Linked DNA regions of Mus musculus: region 1 is linked to region 2. The links are chromatin contacts, called in public Hi-C maps. All regions are on one chromosome and are shown on one strand. Each heading gives the region's core, a stretch centred on a gene start, on an enhancer-like site or on the middle of the called end of the contact. The rest is flanking DNA. Distances are from core to core; before and after follow the strand shown. Region 1 holds the start of Sh3rf3 (SH3 domain containing ring finger 3). Region 2 has its middle 17 kb from the start of BB019430.

Region 1 (4,736 bases), core at 2,227-4,726, 99 kb after region 2:
CCACAAGCTGCACAGCTGCCCCACTCCACTGCCTTTAAGATTCTTCTTCTTCTTCTTCTTCTTCTTCTTCTTCTTCTTCTTCTTCTTCTTCTTCTTCTTCTTCTTCTTCTCCTTCTCCTTCTCCTCCTCCTCCTCCTCCTCCTCCTCCTCCTCCTCCTCTTCCTCCTCTTCCTCCTTCCTCCTCTTCTTCTTCACCTTCTTCTCCTTCTTCTTCTTTCTGTCCCTTGTAACTCCGTGGCTCAGGCCTCCAGCTTCCTTACCACTTTCTGGTTCCCAGAATTGGAAACAATCTTGCAAATGAGATCTGACAAGTCCGAGGTCTGATGGGACTCTTTCCTCCTGTATCACAGCCTGTAACCTTACATTCAGGCATCTGAAGACTTCATGACTTTCCTCTACTGCCAATGCTAGATGGACGACACATGTTGGCTCACAGTATTCTGGTGGTTGACTGAATTCCCAGCTATTTTTATATGAATGGCTGCAAAGCCAGCTCGTCCATCACTGACTTACATACTTGGCTTATTGAACATGTGAAACTTTAGCCAAGAAACCTAAAACTGTATTCGTAATGCTTCAACTATTTAGGCCACACCCTTGAGTTTTTTTTTTCTTTCAGACTATACTGGAATACTTCAACCAGAACTTGCGAACTGGAGCTCTTTGGGCTAATTTAGTCACATATTTATTTTTGGTTGAATTTGAAAACAGAATTATTTGTCGACTGTTCAACATACTTACAGAAAGTTAGGCCTCTAATTCTCTTAAAAGACAGGAAGATGTCGCAATACTTGACATCGTTTCTTCAGAACAGTGAATGAGAGATTGCCACTGTCAAGGAGTCGTCTTCCCTTGGAAGGTGCAGGTAGCACATCACAGGGTGGAATCTAGCTGCTGACCTGATTTGCATGCCCCGCCCAGCCTTCACTCGACTTTGGCAACTGGGGCTGACAACTGTGGGAGTGGGCTGTGGTGGGTGCTGGGGCTGACCGGGATCACAGGAAACCCAGGCACTATGGGTCCAGTAGCTTTTCATTTATCCATCTTCACTGTGGTTGTACATAATGAGGGACTCAGAGGACAGACATGTCCTGGGCTCTCAGGACATCTTTTTGCTTTCCTAGATGCTTGTTCTGGGAACCATACTTCCTTTTCTGTGCCACTTCCAAGGGTGCTGCCAGATTTCATACGGTTTTGCTTCTTTCTATAGACACCACCTCAGAGGACAGCTGCTGCTAGCTCAGGCTAGGTTACAGGACTTTCAAACTTCTAGTAAGACCATGAAAGTATCAGATGCCCATCTTGTCAGTGGGTGATGCTAATTTCATGCTATACTGCTGGATCCAGTACAAGCGGCAGTCATATTTTCTATCATGCGGTGACTGGTGCCCAGCGCACGGTGGAGGGAAGGAGGAAGCCACCACATATACAGGGGAAGAACATGGCTTAGGAGAATCTGCCTGCACTAGTCTGCCCCAGCCCTTAGCCTGTAGTCCCCTAAGATTACTTTTATTTTGCACCTTTTAAAATTCTCCTAAGCTTTATTTCTCTCTTGCATCCAAAAGCACTCAGGCTATATCATCATGGACAGCAACTTTGTTCTTTGTTCTTTGCACACACACCCTTTCCCGGGTCCTGATCACCACTCATAAATCAGGCATTCTGGACCCTCTCACAATTCCCCTTGGGTGTTCCTGAGCAAAAGTCACTCACCTCCCTACCCCCTTCATAACAGACAATAGACAGACATAGGCAATAATAGACATAGACAGACAATTCTATCTTATACCCTTGCCAATACTTGTGTAAATGATACAGAGATCGGCTGGGACAACTCTATGCTCCTGGGAATTTCCAGAGACTAGCAGTCTGATAGGAACTCAGGATATCTGGAATTGGGGTGCTAAATACTGCATTCAAATCATCACTGGATGAGATCAAGTCACTCTTTCGATCATTCAATGGATATTTACTAAACACGCCGTGTGGAAGATACTACTACACTGTAAGGGACACGTGGCTTATAGGCAACCGCTCTGCTACCATGTGGTCTTTTTGCATTTGGGTTCTGTGGTCACAAAAACCACATTTAATAAAATGGCTTCATAATAATGAGAATCAATTTCCTTACCCGTGTAATGAAGTTAAAGCAATTATTTCACAGGGTTGTTTAAGAGCATTAAAACAATGCAGATATTATGTTGGCATTTAAGTATCAGCAAAATTTTTTTCTCCCTAAAAACGAAGAAAAGTGACATTCAGCTTCACAAACAACAGGGCAGCCCAACCGGCAGGAGGGGCATCCACACCACTTTGGATGCTTGCCCTGGCATCTCCCAGCTGTGCATCATCCAGCTTTCTGGACCTTTGCCTGTGCGGGGCTCGAGAGCGTTGGGAACACGAGGGGCCCACCAGGGGGCAGCACACGGTAAGAAATCTTGTACACCGACCGCAGCCCACCGCCAAACTTCCCTGCTGCTCCAGGTCCTCGTACGTACTTCCGTCGCTCTGACGCTCCCAGAACCCCGGGCATCGGGAAGGAGCGCACATTCCCCCTCTTTTGAGCCTCCCGAGGAATATTTGGAGCTGGGTTCATCAGAGCTCACCAGAGCGGGCGCTGGAGTCTTTCACCGCGCCGCCAGGGGCGCGGCGCTCGGCCAGGGTGTGCTGGCGCGTGGGCGGCGGCGTCAGTCACACATCAGTGATTCTGGAGAGGGCAGCCGGCTTCCCGAAGGAGTAGTCGCGGCCCCGGCAGCCCCCGACCCGGCCATCTCCAGCGACTTCCCTTCTCGCCTCAAGGGACACCCCCGCACCTATACCCACAGCTGTCACTTGGGCATGCTGGCAGGAGAGGGGACACAAGCAAGAGTGCTCCCTGGAGTCGTCCAGAAGGATGCCTGGGTGTCTGATGCGTCCTCCGGCTGCTCTCCAGCGCTGGCTAAGAAAGCAGTCGGGATGATGCTCCCAAACTTTCCTTCGCGGAGGCGTTGAGAAGAAACGTCCCTTCCTGAAGCTCGCGGAGAATCCAGAGTCTGGCGTCCAGAGGGGACAGGGCCAAGCCTGCGCAGGGGAAGTTCTCCGGAGCCCCGGAGGTGGCCTAAAGGGAGAAGCTCCAAGGCAGGAGAGGTGTCCGTTTCCCAACACCCCCGCAGTGACTGTGACCTCTGCGCGTCCCCCGCACATGGTCCCGCGACCCAGGGACGAGATCCGGCTGAGCTAGTTGAGCAAGGCGGCGGTGCTCTGGCAGCCCGAGGGCGCATGGAGGCGCCGAGGGGGGCGGTGCGGCTCGCCTGCGGCGCGGGGGAGCGTGCACGCCGCGCCCCGGTCTCCCTGGGGACCTGGCCGGCCTCTCCCTGCACTCCCCGCTGCTGGGCTCCCGGGCGCGGGCGGCGCGGCAGCACAGGTGTTGCCCGCAGCGGCGGTGCGCGCGCGTAGGCTGATTGGGCTCGGCTGGCTGGAGTTGCCTCGGGGCTCCGGAACTCCGGTGCCTGCCTCGCGGGCAGGCTCGGCGTGTCACTTTGCAAATCGTGGAGGCTAGTGCCTCGGGCTGTCAGCACGCGCCGCGCGGGGACCGAACCCTGTTTATTGACGGCGACTGCCCGGGCTAGGCGCAAATGCCCGCTCTCCTCGGCGGGCCGGGCTCTGGCTGCTAGACTTAGGCGGCTCGCTGGGCCCGCGCTGGCGCCTCCCCCATGCTGCTTGGGGCGTCCTGGCTGTGCGCGTCCAAGGCGGCGGCCACCGCAGCTCGGGGCGAGGGCGAGGACAGGCAGGGTGAGCAGCAGAGGGGGGCCCAGGCGAGGACTGAAGAGGATATGGACGAATCATCGCTGCTGGATTTGCTGGAATGCTCTGTGTGCCTGGAGCGCCTGGACACTACGGCCAAGGTGTTGCCATGCCAGCACACCTTCTGCCGACGCTGTCTGGAGAGCATCGTGTGCTCGCGCCACGAACTACGTTGTCCCGAGTGCCGCATCCTGGTGGGCTGCGGTGTGGACGAGCTGCCCGCCAACATACTGCTAGTGCGCCTGCTGGATGGCATCCGCCAGAGGCCCCGCACGGGTGCCAGCCCGGGGAGCAGCCCTCCCGCGCGCCCGGGCCCCGGTACGTTCTCAGCGCTCGCTGGTGGCGCTGGAGGGGCGACAGGCAGTCCCCCGTGTTCTCCGGTCTTTCTCTCAGCGGCCGCAGGCAGCTCTACCTCCAGTTTGTGCGACGTGGCGACTAATAGGAGTGTGCCAGTGGCTAAGGTAAGAATGTATCCCAGTGACATGGCGCCACTGTGTGGGAATGTGTAAGCTTGTCCGCACGTGTATGTGCAAGTAGTTTGTGATTAGAAGTAGAGGGACTAGCCGTGGATCCCCGTGGCCCACTCGTTTGTTTTATTCTTCTTTAACAACTTCTCTGTTTCCCAGGGACTCTGCCTAGCTGTCAGTTCCTACTTTACCAGTTCTTGACTACATCCCATCACATACATTCCTCTGCCCCACATCCTTACTTCAAACTTCTTGTGGGCACCTTAAGTCGCTTTCCAAGCTCAGTCCTTACATCTTCTCCCCCAAACCTGTTCATATGTGAGGCAGAACCCATCCTCTCATTAGGTGGACATGCCATCTGTCCTGCCGTTCTCTACCACTTCCATTTTGACTAGGCTGGCCGGTCCTGTATGTCTGTCTGTTGATCCATACATCCATCCACTCATCTATCTTTAACTTTGATCACCCCTCCAATTCTCCAGAAAC
Region 2 (5,115 bases), core at 1,546-4,045:
AGTCCCTGCACAGTCCCTGGCTCCACATCGCCTGTCTTTTTCGGAGCTTTCATTTATAGGTCCATCATCAATGGGATAATTGGACTCTGCCCCCATCAAATTCCTATCCACCAAGGAGAGGGAGAGCTGAAGGCTTTCCAACAGCATTTGAAAGGGTACTGTTGGGCTTAACACCTACCTGAGCAGTCTTGCTAATAGGAAGCACAAGGCCAGAGCAGAGCCATGGGTGGTAGCTTGGCGTTCATCACTGCACTGAAATGCTGTGTCCCTGTCCACCTGTTTCGGGCTTTCCCCACTGGGGACTGACCATCTTCCTCCTGCAAAGAATCACTTGCTGCTCCACCCAGGACACCATAAAACAAACATGTAGCCAGTTCTTCTTGTGTGTGTGTTTTTTTTTAAATAGTCTACATATTTTTCACTATTTTTGTTGTTTTGTTGATTTTTAAAAGTTTATGTGGTGGGTGTTTTGCTTTCATGTACATATATGCATCACAACCATCCACAGAGTCCAGAAGAGGGTATCAGATTCCCTGGAACTGGAGTTGTGGGGGTTGGATGTGGGTACTGGGAATAAACCTAGGTCCTCTCCAAGAGCAGCTCATAACCTCTGAGCAATCTCTCCAGTCATACCTCAGACATTTTTTAGTTTAATTATTTTTACTTTAAGAGCCCCTGAAGCATGTAATCTTGAGGTTGGTGAGTATGCTGTGATTTCAATGTGCCGCCCCTACCCCCAAGTTTATGCCCTGGATGTGTACCCTTCTGTGATGTTGCATGTTGACATGCCTTTTCCATGGAGGGATGACTTTCCTAGTGGCTATTAAGAGGTGGTCAGACTGGGATCTGTCCTCACTGTCCATTCTGCAAGTGTGGGTTAGTTTGAAAAGCGACATCTGTTCTTCTTGCTTTCTCAACCAGTCTCCTGCCTTTCTGCCTTCTGCCATGGGGTGACAGTAGATGCTAGTGCTCCCTCTTGAGCTTCCAGTGCTGTAAGGAGTGGATTGCTGTTCTTTATAGATCAAGTTTAGGAGTTCTGGCATGACATCTCAGAACAGACTGTGACATAAGCATTCAGATTACCATTAAAAGAATCCATTAGCCATTGCTTCTTCCCAGCTACATGACATCTACATGTAGCCCTTGGGGATCATGGCTAGCAGAAAATAAGTGTACAGATTTGATTACCTTGATTTGGATTACAATGACTTGTTTAGGCCTTTCCTCATTCGTGTGGCTTAAGGCAGATGATTATATTTCTGTTCTCAGTAGCCTTTGGCTCCTTTGTTCTTCTTTTTAAAAAAGATTTACTTGTTTTATATATGTGAGTACACTGTACTCACACCGGAAGAGGGTATCAGATGGTTGTGAGCCACCATGTGGTTGCTGGGAATAGAACTCGGGACCTCTGGAAGAACAGTTAGTGCTCTTAACCGCTGACACCTCTCTCTAGCCCTGATTCCCTTCTTATTCTGTCCTATTCTCTCTCCACCACAGAACCACGGGTCCTAGGGACCATACTTGCTCCCTGAAGTGCCTTCTATCAACTTGCTGGACCACTTTCATGTAGAGCAGGAAGATGCCCATATTTGACAAACACCAAAATCTCTCAGTGCATGCCACTGCTTTCCCAAAGGGTGACTAACACGGCTGCGAGCACCCCATGGAACAAGCGGTCCAGTGGTGACTCTCGTCCCCTGCCAGGAGTAGAACTTTTCTTAAGCAGTAGATGAAAGTTTGTGCAGGCCCGGCCTGAGGGTCCACCTGACATCATCAGGCCTCGGAAGTAATGCCTGAACAAGCCCCATAGTAGTGGCACTACAACCACCTGACCTGGAATGCCTTCCAGGTTGCTTCTCCTTTCCACACCTGGGGCAACTACGAGATGCACCCACCAGACCACAGTCCCCATCAGTGCAGGCCTTTCAGTTTCAGTCTTGTCTCCAATAGTAGCAGAGTGCTGTGTTGGCTCCGGTGGGTATGTGGTATGTGGTGCTTCCTCTAGTTGAGTGGTCTCAGCCTTCTCCGGTAGCCGCTCATTCTCTTGAGTGACTGGCTTATCCTCGCATCCATTCAGCCAGCATTTATTTCATGCCTATTTTGGCACATCATGGTATCCTAGACACGATGCTTCAGAAAGAACTGTTCCACATCTGGTGGGAGTTCTTTCTTTCTGTAGTGGCTCCTTGGAAAGAGGAATGCCAGGCTTCACCTACCGGAAAGTGAAAGGTGGGAAATAGGCTCTTTTGTGCCCTCATTACTTGAGCATTTGCTAAACACCCTGTACCCACTGTCCTAGGAGTTTCAACTAATGACTCTGGTAGGGACCAGAGCAGCCTAGGACTCTTTCCTCAGTCACATGGAATACTTCAGAAAGGCTCCATGGCAGTTTTAGCAGTGTGGCACTCAGAACACGTGGAAAGGATGCCCAGCCTGGTTTTGGGTGTTTTTCTGTAGTAGACTCATCTCTACCTCAGCCTAATGGCATCGGTAGTGGCAAAAGGATTGGCATAGTGCTGGCTTCATGCCTTGGCTGCAGACCTCAGGGGCCCCAGATTGGCAGTACAAACTCTGTCTGGGACGCCTGATAGGATAAGGCAGTATTACCTTGCCAACCCTCTGCCCCGAGCCCTCCACCCACTCCACCTCTCTTCAGGCTTTCAGTTCTGTTAAATTTCTTTTAACATGAAAGCTTTGCCCACTCCAGTTTTCTCTCCCTCGTCCCCCACATCCGTTCACTCTCTTTGACCCTCTGCCAAACCCTCTTCATGTTCAGCCAGCCCCCCCTCTTTCCCCTCTTCCTTCCTTGCCTGGTTCAGGCTGTGTGAGTCCTCTGTGTTCAACCCCTAAGGTTACATAAACAGTACTTTGAATTTCACTTCTTTCGTTTGCTTCGGTGCTTTGTTTTCGGGTTCATTGGGGACTTCCTCTCTGAGTAATTACCACCGATCCACTTTGACTGCTCCCCACCTTCCCCATTTGTTTTGTTAAAACAAAAAACAAAAAAACCCGCGTAGATCTTCTGATATTTCTTTTTCTTTCAAAGCTGTTACCTGCCTCCCGACACATCAATCTTGTTGATTCTGTTTCAAGGCATTTTCCGGAGGCAATTTCAGCCGCCAAAGGAGCTCTGTTTCCGCCCCACCTCCCCTTCCGTTTACAGGGAGGTGAAGCTGGACAGAAGAAAGGATTAATCTCTTGGAGTCTACCGTGATCCTTCCCAGAGTTCTGTCTGTACACTGGCTGCTTCGGTGGCTCCGTGTCTTGTAAAGCTTTGTCGTGATGAAATCGAGGCATGCGTGTGAGGCGTCTCTTACTGCTGACTTTTCTATCTCTTTTGGTACCCCATCCCACTCCATTAACAAACTTTCCTTCTCTTGTGTGGTGCTCCTCCAGCTGAGACCAGAGGTCTTGGCAAATGGAATCGGTCTTTTGGCTATCACACTTGGGCCACCTCTCACCTCTGCCGCAGGCAGGTGGCATAAATGAAAGTGTGTCTGTAATTCACCCAGCATTTGATTAATGCTAACATTGATTGGAACTCACAGGTCAAAATGGAAAATTAATTCTTCTAAAGTTGCAAGTGCAATCGCTAATGAGCAGTCAGCAGACTCCCTGGCAGGGCATGCTAATTCTTTGGGCTTAAAGGTGTCAGAGGAGTAATTGCACCACAGGAGATCAGGAGCCAATTTTCCCTGGATGCTCATGGAGTCTTCCTGGTTTAACCCATGCAGCAGAAAGGTGCAGTGTGAGAGCCCACCCCACCTCCCAGTTTCTGGAAGCTGAGCCTTGTGATATAGGCCCTAGGAAACATATTTCCTTTTGATCACCAAGTCTCAGAGTTCCTATGGTAAATGTGACTTCACATGTTTGGAGAGTATCAAGACGACGCTTTCTGGAGGGGCAGCAGCTTCCCTAAGATAGAAGAACATGACCCCCTCCCTAGTCTAGGTGTGGGGCCAGTCCATTTTCATTTTGAATTTAGCTAGTGCTTTGATTTGTCTGATTACTGAGACTCTCGTTGCTATATAGCAGTTCTGCAATGGGATATTAAGCAGGGGCTTCCTGATGGAGTATCCTGTGAGAACCATAGGCTGGGAATCAGTGACCCCATAGCTGTCACACCTAGCTAGGACCCAGAACGGTGGACACCAACAGAACACCCACTTAACAAAGATGAAGTTGATATCTACACCAACAAGCATCTCAGACAGTGTAACTTCAGATGCTTGGATCCCAGCACAAATACACAAATATGAACAACTAAGACAATAAACCTCCTCTAGAAGCCAGAAACCCTATTGCAATAGCCTTGAGAAAAGCCATTCAGATGAAACACAAGATAAGGGCTTCAAAATAGTAATTATGAGTATGTCCAAGGACCTTAAAGATAATCTGAAAAATGCCTCAATAAAGATGGTGAAACCACCATCTTTTCAATGAAATTATGAAAAAAGAAATCAAGAGACAAAAGTAGATTATAACAAGGAAACAGAATCACTAAAGAAAATCCCAACTGAAGTAAAATTGGGAAGGAAAACTCAGGATGTCAAACAAAAGCCTCAGAAGTAAGCCTCACCAAAAAATCCTAGAAAAGCCAACCAACAAATAAAACCCCAAACCAAACTACCACCACCACCACCAACATCAACAAACCAGACACACACAACGGAAAGAATTTCAGGTCTTGAAGACAAGGAAGAAGAAATGGATAGCTAAGTCAAAGAAACATTAAATTTTAAAAATAAAATAAAATAAAAATCTAGGAATGAAACATTGAGAAAATCCAGGACACCATGAAAAGACCAAACCTATGAATAATGGGTGCTGAGGAAGGGAAAGAAACCCAGGTCAAAGGCACAGAAAATAAAAATTACGAAGGATGTTTCTCCAATCAAAAGCAAACGGGAAAGTATTGGCTCAGGACTCCCAAGGCCAAGTTCTCAGAACAAGCTCTCATCACAAAGGAAATTTATTTGTTCCAGATGGACAGAGGTCAGGGATAAGGGACAAAGATAGGAGATACAGGAAGATGGAGAAGGGGAAGGGAACCAAGGAGAGGGGAGAAAAGGGACAAGGGAGAGGGAGGAGGGGATTATTTGTCCAAGAAGACAA

The links. Hi-C and Micro-C count contacts between places; a contact is called where the count stands out from the background.
Region 1: a Hi-C map of nephron progenitors shows a contact between it and region 2, with 2.2 times the contacts expected there. The contact joins the promoter of Sh3rf3 here to the enhancer-like site in region 2. A contact is called at or near these places in 1 of 39 promoter capture datasets (embryonic stem cells), 1 of 15 datasets of contacts at CTCF or cohesin (the NIH/3T3 cell line) and 3 of 484 Hi-C or Micro-C datasets (LSK cells and nephron progenitors).

What each region holds. Positions count from the first base shown.
Region 1 is chr10:58,809,883-58,814,618 of GRCm38.p6, forward strand. It overlaps Sh3rf3 (SH3 domain containing ring finger 3), which reads left to right and starts at 3,477. Exons shown (of 10, transcript NM_172788.3): 1 at 3,477-4,244. The coding sequence starts at 3,693.
Region 2 is chr10:58,711,461-58,716,575 of GRCm38.p6, forward strand. No RefSeq gene overlaps it. Among named protein-coding and RNA genes, the nearest start is that of BB019430, 17 kb to the left of the region's middle. Within about 2 kb of position 2,796, at least 62 of the 459 cell types and tissues checked have an H3K27ac peak or open chromatin away from gene starts, as enhancers often do. A contact at or near this core is called in LSK cells and nephron progenitors, where this site is marked.